2 separate regions of the Gasterosteus aculeatus genome follow, and region 1 is linked to region 2. Evidence: chromatin contacts called from public Hi-C data. All regions are on one chromosome and are shown on one strand. The core of a region is the stretch at or near the end of the contact, and the rest is flanking DNA. Distances in the headings are between cores, read along the strand shown.

Region 1 (5,867 bases), core at 1,226-3,725, 35 kb before region 2:
GTTTCCTCCGCGGAGCCCAATGCTCGATGCTCAATTAGCAAAACCACTGGATTAAAAAGTGACAAACCGTTACTAATGAAAAGAGGCCGATTCCCTGAGGCGTGATTTAATAAAACAAAGCGAAAATGCACACAAGAATGTGTATGTTTAATTACGCACCTACTCAGTGTTTCCCGCAGCACTGTGAGGCTGCGGTGGGCAAACCTCAGATGCTTTGGGGGGGTATCAGGGTCATGCTCGGTTTAAATTAAAGGAATCAAGCTGGATCACTTGAGAAATTTCCCTTTTATATAACTTTCTGCTTCCAGTCCTCTTCGGCTCAGAGGAAAGTAGTAGAAGTACTTTTAACGTCAGTATATTTGACTATATTATTATATATATTTGAATATAGCCAAATTATAATGTGAGGAATGCTTATTGGCGATGCATACCACAACGTTATGAAAAGTTTTTGCTTATTCTGTAGAGGTTTATTCTGGATTCAGAACACTTTTAATCCGGTGACATTTTGATGTTAATAAAGTCCATTGAGAATTCTGCTGGGTTGAATTCCTCGACAATGGAGGAAAATAAATATTTACAATCCTTCCCATCTGAGAAGGTGTCATTTTACCTTTAGAAAGTTATTTACAGAACAGAATAGCTGATGATTAAGTTCTCGTTGATCTCTTCCTCTAATCAGCTCCAGTTCACTGTGTGTGATGATGTCAACGACCAGCCAGTCAATGTCCATCCTTCCGTCTGTTGTCTTTATGACTCACTGATCATGAAGAAATGCAGAGCACAGCCTACTAAGCCCCACGTGACGTCCTCCAATCGCTTGGTTTGCGCGACCATGAGCCAACAATAACACATTTAGTTCAACCTTCAAACCCCAGACGCTGGAACCCGAGAACATTTGGTGCCGTTGCTAAATAAATGACAATGAATTAATTGTTTGGGAAAAGTGTATCCAATTCATTATATCTTTCTCTATACCAGGGATGTCTCTGGGTAACCATCACCTGATCATGTGATCATTTCTCATGAAAGAATTCAGTCAGCGATTCCAAGATGTTTCTGTCCTTTAGAAGGAAACCACACTGTTTTCACTGGATGCAGAAGAAGTGGAGGAGAGTCTGCAGTTAGAACTGATTGAAAAGAATCAGCATCAGCTTTCGGCCACGTTTCCGCTGATGAGACGCCGCGCAAAACGAGTGATGAGCAGACCGAGAAGAAGAATGAGCGACAGCAACTACGTGACGTCCGTCGCATCTCAACCTCCCGACGTCCTCCTGACCTGCCAGCTGACCAAAGAGCCGCATCACGCTGAGCGCAACATTCTCACCACTACAGGGGAGTTAAAATATACAGTGTTCCTTTGTCAATAAGCCCAATTACCTGATAAATTCAGTCAATTAAAGTTGTTTTAACAATCCCAATAATTTCAGTAATAAACTTGAAATATCCACATCCCGTATTTCTCTTCTTGTCTCTGCCTTCATGCAGGACAATGGAGGGGGATCAGCGGCCTAAGAACCAATGTGAGGCTCTTTTGCCAATATTCGTGGATTAGAAGTGAGGCAGTATAGCTCACGGGGGAAAAGTTTGGACACCCCTGCTCTATACTAACCAATTTCTACATTTCTAACTCGTCTGTTTTGTGATTTTTCTATGAAACCTGTTGATATAAGAATTTCTGCAACTATTTTTTGATGCTTTCATAATACAGCTGCGCTCCACTTCTCCAGATGTGACAGTAGATGGCATCAGCGTGTGTGACATGATGTCACGCCGCCTCATGCGCACACACACACACACACACACACACACATACACAAAACAAACGCTATTTCACAGCCAAGACTAGTTTGCCACCTGAGACGGTTACTGTCAATGAGAGTGCTTTTTGGCGGTTAGATTCTAGCTGCGCTGATCTCAGATCAGGTGGGGGATCCAGGGAAAGGCGTATGTGTGCGTCCGTGAGTGCATCGCAAACAGGAACTCAAACTACTCAAACATTGACGCAAAGTGGGTGCTGTCTGGGGTTGAGACTAATCCCAGGATGTAGACATCAGCGTGTTGGTCTCATGACAGGCGGAGTTTCAATGCAAGTACAAAAACCCTTCTCCATTATTAATGTGCTGCCCGTTTAGATGGAACGAGGCCCGCCGGTCCGAGCACACGCAGCCTCGGCTAAGGTGACTTGGCTGTCTGTAGGAGTGATTGTGAGCTGCTTGTTTGTCCCGTGTGTCAGCGCCGCCATACTCTCTCCCGTGCGGTTTGTTTTTCAACTGTCTGTAGAAAGCATAACACGTAGGGAGGTAGGCGGTGCTGACATGTTCGATTCAAGCCCACCAGGTTGAGGCCGCGGGGTCAGTGACGACATGCAGATCAATGGAATGTGCAGTAAGTGCAGACGGATCAGGATGTGCTCTCTGCTGTGCACACACTGTCCCAGTCTGTCTGGTAACAGGACAATTTCAGAGATCGTACAGGGTGTTACGAAACGTCCACACCTTAGCGCGTGTGCGCACACACACACACACACACACACACACCCACACCTACTTACTGTCTATTTAACCATCAAACATACACACACACACTGTCTATTCAAGTGACTGTCAGTGACTGTCTATTTAACCATCAAACACACACACAAACAGTGTTTGCAGGAATGTTATTAGGCCAACATATTTACCCCAACAGTGAAAGGTGTGCGCGGCTGCACACGCATGCACACAAACAAACACACACACACACGCACGCACACAAACCCGGGCTTCTAGTCTTTCTCAGAATAGGGAGGCCTTGGATGGCTTCCAAGCTGATGAGATGGAGAGAGGGAGCAGCACGGCATGATCAAAGATCTGGTTCCCTCCCCCTGCAGTTCTTTCTCAGTCTCCTTCCCCCCCTCCTCCCTCCCCCTTCCTCGCACTACATCACTCACATGCTGCCCGTATTCGCAGTGGCAGATCAGCAAGTGAAAAAAAGATAAGACCCCATGACGTGCTTGGTTCTGTAATGAACTTGATATTAAAAAAAGTAGAGAAAGGATACAGAGGCGGTGCTTGTGGTCACGGGACTAACAACCTTCCTGTTTACCTACACGCTATCTGGCCATGAACTCATCACCCAAAATCAGTTCGATGTTCGTAGCGTGGTTTAAAGGTGACATATGTCCGTTTACCGCAAGTTGACATGCTCCTTTGTGGTCTGAATGTCTTAAAACACTATTTGATCAAAACACCACAAGGATCCGTATCTGCGGCACCCGGCCTGCAGCAGCTGTGCTCAAAACGAATGAGCCAGCTAACCCCTCCCCCCTCGCTCTAACCCCTCCCCCTCCACACTCCTGGGGGTTTGAGCTTGAGCTTGAGTTTCATCATGAAATGTAAAAAAAAAAAAAAAAATTTAATATCGCTGTATTTGCCTATGTTCCTGATCGGCTACAGGGGAAATACGCACACACAGCGGACAGAGAGCACGCGTCAGGAACGCGGCGCCCCCTATAAACCTGGGGAAACACTGTAATCCATTTCATTGTCGTGCCTTCTATCAGTGTCATATGACGTTGGCAAACCCTAGATATGCGAAATGGGTCATTTTCATTTATTTACTTTTAAATCATTACAGGAATCATTAAAAAGGGCAGATTTGGGGGGTTGTTTGACATGCTGGGCAGCCATTTAAAGGCCGAACAAAGTTCTATTTTCATAATATGTCTCCTTTCAAAAAGTGCAGTGTCCACTGTGAGAAAATATCAACTCTATAAAAGAGCCAAAGAGAAGTCTACCCCCCCTTGAAGTGAAGAACACGGGTCCACACGCTGCAGCTATCTGATGGTGGGGGCCGGCGTGGTGACAGCTTACATCTGGATGTTTACAGTTCACAGGGTGCGTGTTTAACAGGAGCGTGCTCGGATTATACACAACAGTGCACTGTACACAGTGCATGCTGCTTTATATCAGGAGCTCGGTTCTGACGGCTCGGGGGGGGCTTGCAGGTGGAACTCGGTGGGCGAAGCCAAAGCAAACCGATTAGGACCTCACGGGCTAAGATGATTGTATCCGCGCAAATGAGCTAACGATTGCGATCATTGAACCAGCCTCGGGTCACAGGGTGCACTGACCCGTAGTAAACGTTGGGCCCCGCGGTCGACTCCAGCAACGCAGATTCACACCGGTTCAGATCATGTCGAAGCGGAAGGCCGAGCGCCGGCGGAGTAAACGGAGGCCTCACTTCACCCACAGCTTCACACGTACAGGAGGCGGCTCACCGAGCGCCTCAGGCGGCCTGTGTGAGCTTGTGCGCAGAAACACGCACGGGGTTCAGTCAGTCATGTGACAGCTGACTGCTGTCACATGACTTCTGATGCTGAACTGCACGTTCGTTAGTTGCACTGACTGAGAACGTTGTCAGTAGCTTCAGTTAATAATACTGGTAGTTCATTGAGGCTGCAAATGTTTTTTTCTCTTGTTCATATTGCGGTTACCAAATCATTTCCTTTTTAAGTTGTACTCAAATGAAGTCATTCAGTTCTTTGTCATATCAATTTGAAAGCTGGTACCAAAGCGTTTGATTTAATTTAATAACAATTAGGCCAAATAAAAAGCCTCACGTTGTAAGTTCAGTCTGGACAGTCTTTTTGGTCACCAAGGTGGCCACTCAATTACAGTCACATAGACCTTTAAGCTTGGCATGCTCGAGCCCGGCGATGACGTGTGATTGACAGGTGGACACCACGCGTCTATCCTGTGTTTTATGGTCATGGACTGAAGAACAATTTTTACCAACAGTGGATTCTAACATTTAGTCCCCTAAAAAAAAGACACGCGAAATGCTGAGCTCGAGGCTTCAAAGCGTCCGCCGTCAAACCAACGCTGGTCACATTCACTACATCCAGGGACGGACTGGGGGGCGTTTCTGTCTCGATGCACCGCACATGTCGACACATGAGACTCGATATGTAAAGAAGATGGGGAGTGAATACAGACTGTGAGGAGTAGTGTGAATGTCAGTCAGTGATTACTTTTTGAGGGTATTAGTCAATTTAACGTGTTGTGTGAAGCATGTTAGAAAGGGGCTGCGGGGGGGTCGGGGATGGAGGCGGGCCGCTATCGGACCAGTCCGACCCCGCCGGCCCCCCAGGGATTTCACTGGCATCCCTAAAGGCCCCGGGCTCCATCCACCTCTTAAATACGGCCTGTGGTCACATTTCATTCATCAGGCTGACAGGAACACGACATTACGAGTGACGGACGGGCAGTGCACACCCGGCTAAGTGTTTGAACCCCCCTCCCCCCCCCCCCACCCGTCCACCTAATGAATCACCACACTCCCTCTGACGTTTGGTGTAAGGAAACGAGCTGCTTCTTGTGCCAAAGTGCTTTGTGCACGCGGGGAAGCCGTTGGTCCAAATGTGCTTACTTATGTTTCCCATCTAGCCGAGGTGGAAACGCCCCCCCCCCCCTCATTGCAGCCTGTTTTCCCTGTCTAAATCGTTTTTATTCTACTCCCCGTCCTCCTGTTTCACGCCGTGCCGGCGGCATCCATCCTCCTCCGCTGCATTCTCTTATTTACAGCAACCCTCCCCGCGCGCTCATTGACTACGTACGGCTGCCGTTTCCTCCGCCAGCGACCGCAATTATCGGCCGGCCCACCGCGCGTGCACCTATAGGTGTAATTCTGCGTTACTGTGTGTGGGTGCCTACATGTGTGTGCACACACCCATACGAGTGCATTTATCATGTCCGTGGGTGTGTGCCTGCACGGAGCTGTGCACACACGCCGTCACTCTGCACAAGATGTGCGTGCGTTTGAGTGTGTGAGCGCTGTAAATACTCTTTGCCTGCTCCCCTGTGGATTAGAGCCCCACTAGGCGT
Region 2 (5,187 bases), core at 2,047-4,546:
CGTGGCGCGCATGTTGGTGCCAGTGCAACTGCTGGTCTACTGGGATTCTCACGCAGAACCACCTGAGTTTACAGAGAAACGTCCCACAAAGATAAACTATCCAGTGAGCAGCAGTTGTGTGGACAGGAATGCCTTGTTGATGTGAGAGGTCACAATGGGCAGACTGGTTGGAGATGATAGAAAAGCAACAGTAACTGAAATAAGCACTCGTTACAACCAAGCAGTGCAGAGTAGCATCTCTGGGACCTTGAGGAACACGGACCACAGCAGCAGAAAACCACACCGGGGGCCCCTCCTGTCGGCCAACAACAGGAAACTGAGACTACAACAGAAGGTTTGGAGAAACGTTGCCTGGTCTGATGAGCCTCCATTTCAGCTGCAACATTCAGGTGGTCGGGTCAGAATTTGGCATAAACATGAAAGGATCCTTCCTGGCTTGTGAGGGACGTGTCCTTGGACCACTTTGGTCTCCCCGTCTTCTGATGGCTACCAGCAGAATAATGCAATTCTGGAACATGACAATGAGTTCCCTGTTCTCCTCCACAGTCTCCACATCTCAACCCACTACAGCACCTTTGGGACGTGGTGGAAGATTTGCGTCATAGATGTGCAAATCCCTGAGGTTGAAAGTAACCACAAAGAAGTAATGCAGTTCTGAAGGCAAAGGAGGCTCCAAACTTTTACTAGCAAGGTGGACCTAATAAATATATACATATTTATGTGCGTGCGTGTCATGTCTGCAACGTCATGGACTTGAAACAATACTGTTACACCCGACTCAAGACCTTCTTTAGAAGTCCTTTCCTGGCTTATTCATGTCTAATTCTGTGAAGGGACACAGTGTTTTCCATTAATTGTAGAACAGAATATTCTGAAGCAGAGCGAAAGAGCCCCAAGGCGCATGCAAGTGTGTGCGTGTGCATAATAGCTTCACTGCCTGTTCGGTACACACACACACAGGTAAAATGTGCACCACGTACATCATCCAGGTGCTAGTTTCTCGGTCTCTGTTCTTCATCACGCATGCAATCGGTCTGCACAGTTCGTCTCTGCCTCCATTTATCGGGTCACGTATAGATCTACAGTCGTGAGTGGTTCATCTGTCGACCGTCCTTCAGTTTTATGGATTGGTCAATCGTTAATAAGGAGAAAATACTAGAATTTCCCGGCCGAGGGAGATGTTTTTTGTGCAAAATGCGTTTTTGCCGAGAAACTTGAATAAATACATTTTTTTGAGACAAAATATGGGATGAATGACCTGAAGTTTGACACACCGGCTCTAAGCAGACTCAATAAAGAACTAAAAACAAATTCTTAAAAAAACAACTATAAAATTGATAAGGGCCCATTCGAGGACGGGCGGCAAAAACAGCGTGATTTTTGTTGTCATTGTGGAAAGCACAGAAACCTTTAGCGAGCCGCCGCTCGCCTTCTGGCACGGAGGGTTTCCACGTGGATGGCGCGGGCTGCAGCCCGAAGGCTCAGCGGGAGGCGATGAAATGACGCTAAAGAAGCGGAGGGAGCTCGGGGGCACGCTTCACGGCCCCGGTTATGTAACCTATTTACCTCAGACCGAGGCAGGCTGTGACGGTGGGGGTGTGAGACAGCTTCTCTTTCTGCCCCTCCCCCCTCCTCCCTCCTGGGTTGAAAGGTGTTAGCAGCGGATGTCAAAGGAGGTCACGTCTGGCTGCAGGCGGAGATTATGGCTTTGTACGTACATACATACCAACAAACGTGTGCGGTATCTTTTTTAGTTTGCCATTCATTAAAGCAAAATAAATCTTTACATGAAATCCTGATACTTGGCATCAGATGTCATGGCTTGTTAAAAAATCTCAGGAAAGGTCTTAAAAAAAAACCCGAATAAAAGCAGCTATTAAAAATAATAAGTGGGTTACTAGGGGAGACGCTTGTAAACAAGCAGTGCTTGCTGGGTAATTGTGTGTGGGTCTGGACTCGGTGCTCTAGGGAAAACTTTATTTATTTTATTCTGTAGTTCTGGTTATATGAGTGGGGGGGGGGGGTCACTTCCTGTTTACGTCAGTGGACATTTTTTTCTATGAAAGGCCCACATGCGCTCAGGATTGTTTTATATGAAGATTGAGGAACATTATATTTGCTCAAAAAGAATACATATGAAATGGGATCCTTTTCAGCGTAGTGTGGACAGACGCTAAATGCACCCCGCCGTGTTGGTCACCTACCTTAAGCTGTGGGGTCTAGAGCTGCCGATCTGGACCCAAAACCAGTCGCAGAACCTCCTCTGAATGGATCCACACCAGAAGACGGTGACGCTGCCCTCAACCTGGAAAATGTAAAAAAAACAAAATACATTTGTATCCTAACTGTACGTTTAAACCACACACGCACACAATATAATGCACTAGTCTCAGCCCGTGGGAAGCAGATGCAAACTGGGACCCACGTTTCATGCTGCGCTTTTTATAAAGGTGTGTTTTCATGCAGAATGTGGCCCAGTCGGACCTCACGCGACACGTCACAGCAGCGGAGCGCCCGCAGCAGCGAGGCGCCTCCGGGCGCTGCCTGCACGTTGGCACGGAGCCACGTCCCTGCACCTTCGCGCTTCCTCCCGAGTGAAGTGTCCCCCGCGCCCCGCCGTACGCAGGCGGTTTAACGGGCTTGTTGTCGGCCCGTAGTTACCCACTTCAACCGCGCACTTTTCTCGAGGGGGGGGGGGGGGGGGGGAGAGAGAGAGAAGCCCTCACCTGAGCCAGGTGTGTCAACATGTAAAGAGCAATACAAAAAGAGGAGGGGGGGGCGCCGCCGAACAGGTTCAAGCTCTGTACAGTACAGTACGGCACGGCACGGCAGGCGTGGGGGTTGACATGAGGACAACGCTCACGTTACTCCCCCCCCCTCCCCCCCTCCCACGTCCCTCCCACCCCCGCGGAGAAGCCGCGGCTGTACCAAAAACGACGCACTCACCAACACGGGACTTGTGACATGAAGTGTCCTCCCGCGCCGTCAACGCGAGTCCCGAGCGCCAGAAAGCAGCCGCTTTAGCGCGTGAGCGGGGGGGCGGCGCGAGACAACTGCGTCCGAGCGAGTCCACCCGGTTGACCGTCACGAGCGGCGCGGCGGGCGCTTCTCCCGGCGTCGAGGTCGGCTCTCAGGAGCGAGGAGACGGGAGCGCCGTGTCTGCGAGGGACTCCATGGCCACGGTCTGCAAAGAGGGGAACTCTCCGCCGGGTTTATTAGCTCTCTGTGCTCGGTCTCCTCCTCCCCCCCCACCCGCCTGTACAGTTCGGGTGAATGCGGGTCAGGAGAGAGAGAGAGCGGTTCATTGGTTACCGGGCTCCGCGACGCCCTCTACCGGCTTGCGTTGGGTACTGCGGCCATAATCCAGGGAGCCTGGAGAGTTAATGGGGAATGTCTCCCCTTAAGCAGTAGTTCCCCCACAGGACAGGACTGTATTTAAATTCAGTGTATCTGATTCTTTACCACACACACCTCTACATTTCAGAGAGAAAAAGTAAGGCGTTAACTTAACGTTTCGGCTGATTGACAGCTGGAGATATCAGTTGATTCTTGATAATTCAATTCATTTTATTTTGTATAGCCCAAAGTACAAATTTTTCTCAGAGGGCTTTACAGTCTGTACACATACAACATCCTCCTGACCCGAAACACACACATCGGCACAGGAAAAACTCCCCAAAAAACCCTTCCAAGAGGGAAAAAAGGGAAACCTTAGAGGAGGGATCCCACTCCCGGGATGGACAGACTACAATGGATGCCATGTGTACAGAATGAACAATGTATAATACATGCAATTCCTATGACAGAAATGATTCAAGTAACTGTGAGTAGCAAGCCAGGCACACAGCAGGACCACTGCAGGGGCCACCACCATCAGATAGAACCACCATCATAGAACCACCAGAACCACCATCAGATAGAACCACATCATAGAACCACCAGAACCACCATCAGATAGAACCACATCATAGAACCACCAGAACCACCATCAGATAGAACCACCATCAGATAGAACCACCAGCAGATAGAACCACCATCATAGAACCACCAGAACCACCATCAGATAGAACCACCATCAGATAGAACCACCATCATAGAACCACCATCAGATAGAACCACCATCCACAGAAGCTTGTGGGGAGGGAAAGCAAAGGACTTTAGGAGAGGGTAATGTTGGTTTATGATTACAGTAATATGATTAAGATTTATAATAATAATGATGATGATGGCAGCAGCAGGCGTCAGCAGGGCCACGGCAGGTGTCAGGGTCCAGTAGGAACTACGATCTTCGGAGACCTACTCGGGGAGAAAGCATAAAAAACTCCCGGAAAGAAGCTGAATTAGTCATGTGCATTAATGAAACGTGAATTATGGTAGAACGAGAGCGTGAGAGAGGAGCTCGGTGTGTCCTAAGTCCCCGGCAGTCTAAGCCTTGTATCACCAGCCCTTAGTTAAGCTGCTATATTTAATTGTTAATTGTTGTTAATTGCTTTATTAATCAAATATATGCATCGTTATAGATTCATTTAACAGATTGATAGATAGATAGACGCATTTTCAAAGACAATTTGCTTTGAAAATGCGTTGTTTGCTCTGTAGCGCCCCCCAGAGGGGAGGAGCTTAAACAGGTGCTGCCCTGGAAGTGAAGCGTTTGCACGTGGAGGGCACCAATGATTATATTATGCACAATAGACTCGACTGTATCTATATCTATATTTAGGAATATATATATGCACTTTTTACTGTGTAACCATCTATGTTTTACCTAGTAAGGATGAAACTTTGTTGTATTACTTGTTATGCAATTGGGTACTTTTATCTTTACTACTATTTCTTCTTAACCTGATTGTGTTGTGTATGTAAAACCTGAGCATGTAAGTCACCAGTGATTATAGATGTCAGATAGATAACTTTTTTTTTAAACTGTACTAAGGTGAATGCTCCTACGTTACTTTTTCGAAAACTGAAAATAAACTATATATATATATCCATCAACAAACAAATTAAAGACACCAGGCGAGCAGCTGTTTCTTTTTCCTGTGCATCTGTGCCTTTTATTGCAATAATACATCTGTATGTTGATATATATTCACACACTCTCTCTCTCACACACACACACACACACACACTCATATATATCATCAATGGTCGGAACAAAACAAGAACTTTAGACTGTAAGCACCAAAC

What was found. A called contact is a pair of places that touch in the nucleus more often than the background predicts.
Region 1: a contact with region 2 is called in a Hi-C map of liver, with 3 times the contacts expected there. The contact joins the enhancer-like site here to the promoter of LOC120827498 in region 2. A contact is called at or near these places in 5 of 6 Hi-C or Micro-C datasets (liver, skeletal muscle, tail fin and 1 more).

What each region holds. Positions count from the first base shown.
Region 1 is chr11:4,831,324-4,837,190 of fGasAcu3.hap1.1, reverse strand. All of the region lies in intron 4 of LOC120827498 (thyroid hormone receptor alpha), which reads right to left. Among protein-coding and RNA genes, the nearest start is that of LOC120827498, 34 kb to the right of the region's middle. Within about 2 kb of position 2,475, at least 5 of the 9 cell types and tissues checked have open chromatin away from gene starts, as enhancers often do. A contact at or near this core is called in liver, where this site is marked.
Region 2 is chr11:4,798,181-4,803,367 of fGasAcu3.hap1.1, reverse strand. It overlaps LOC120827498 (thyroid hormone receptor alpha), which reads right to left and starts at 3,296. Exons shown (of 12, transcript XM_040190427.2): 1 at 2,947-3,296; 2 at 2,205-2,305. It overlaps LOC120827465 (vesicle-fusing ATPase), which reads right to left. Exons shown (of 20, transcript XM_078084546.1): 20 at 5,028-5,187.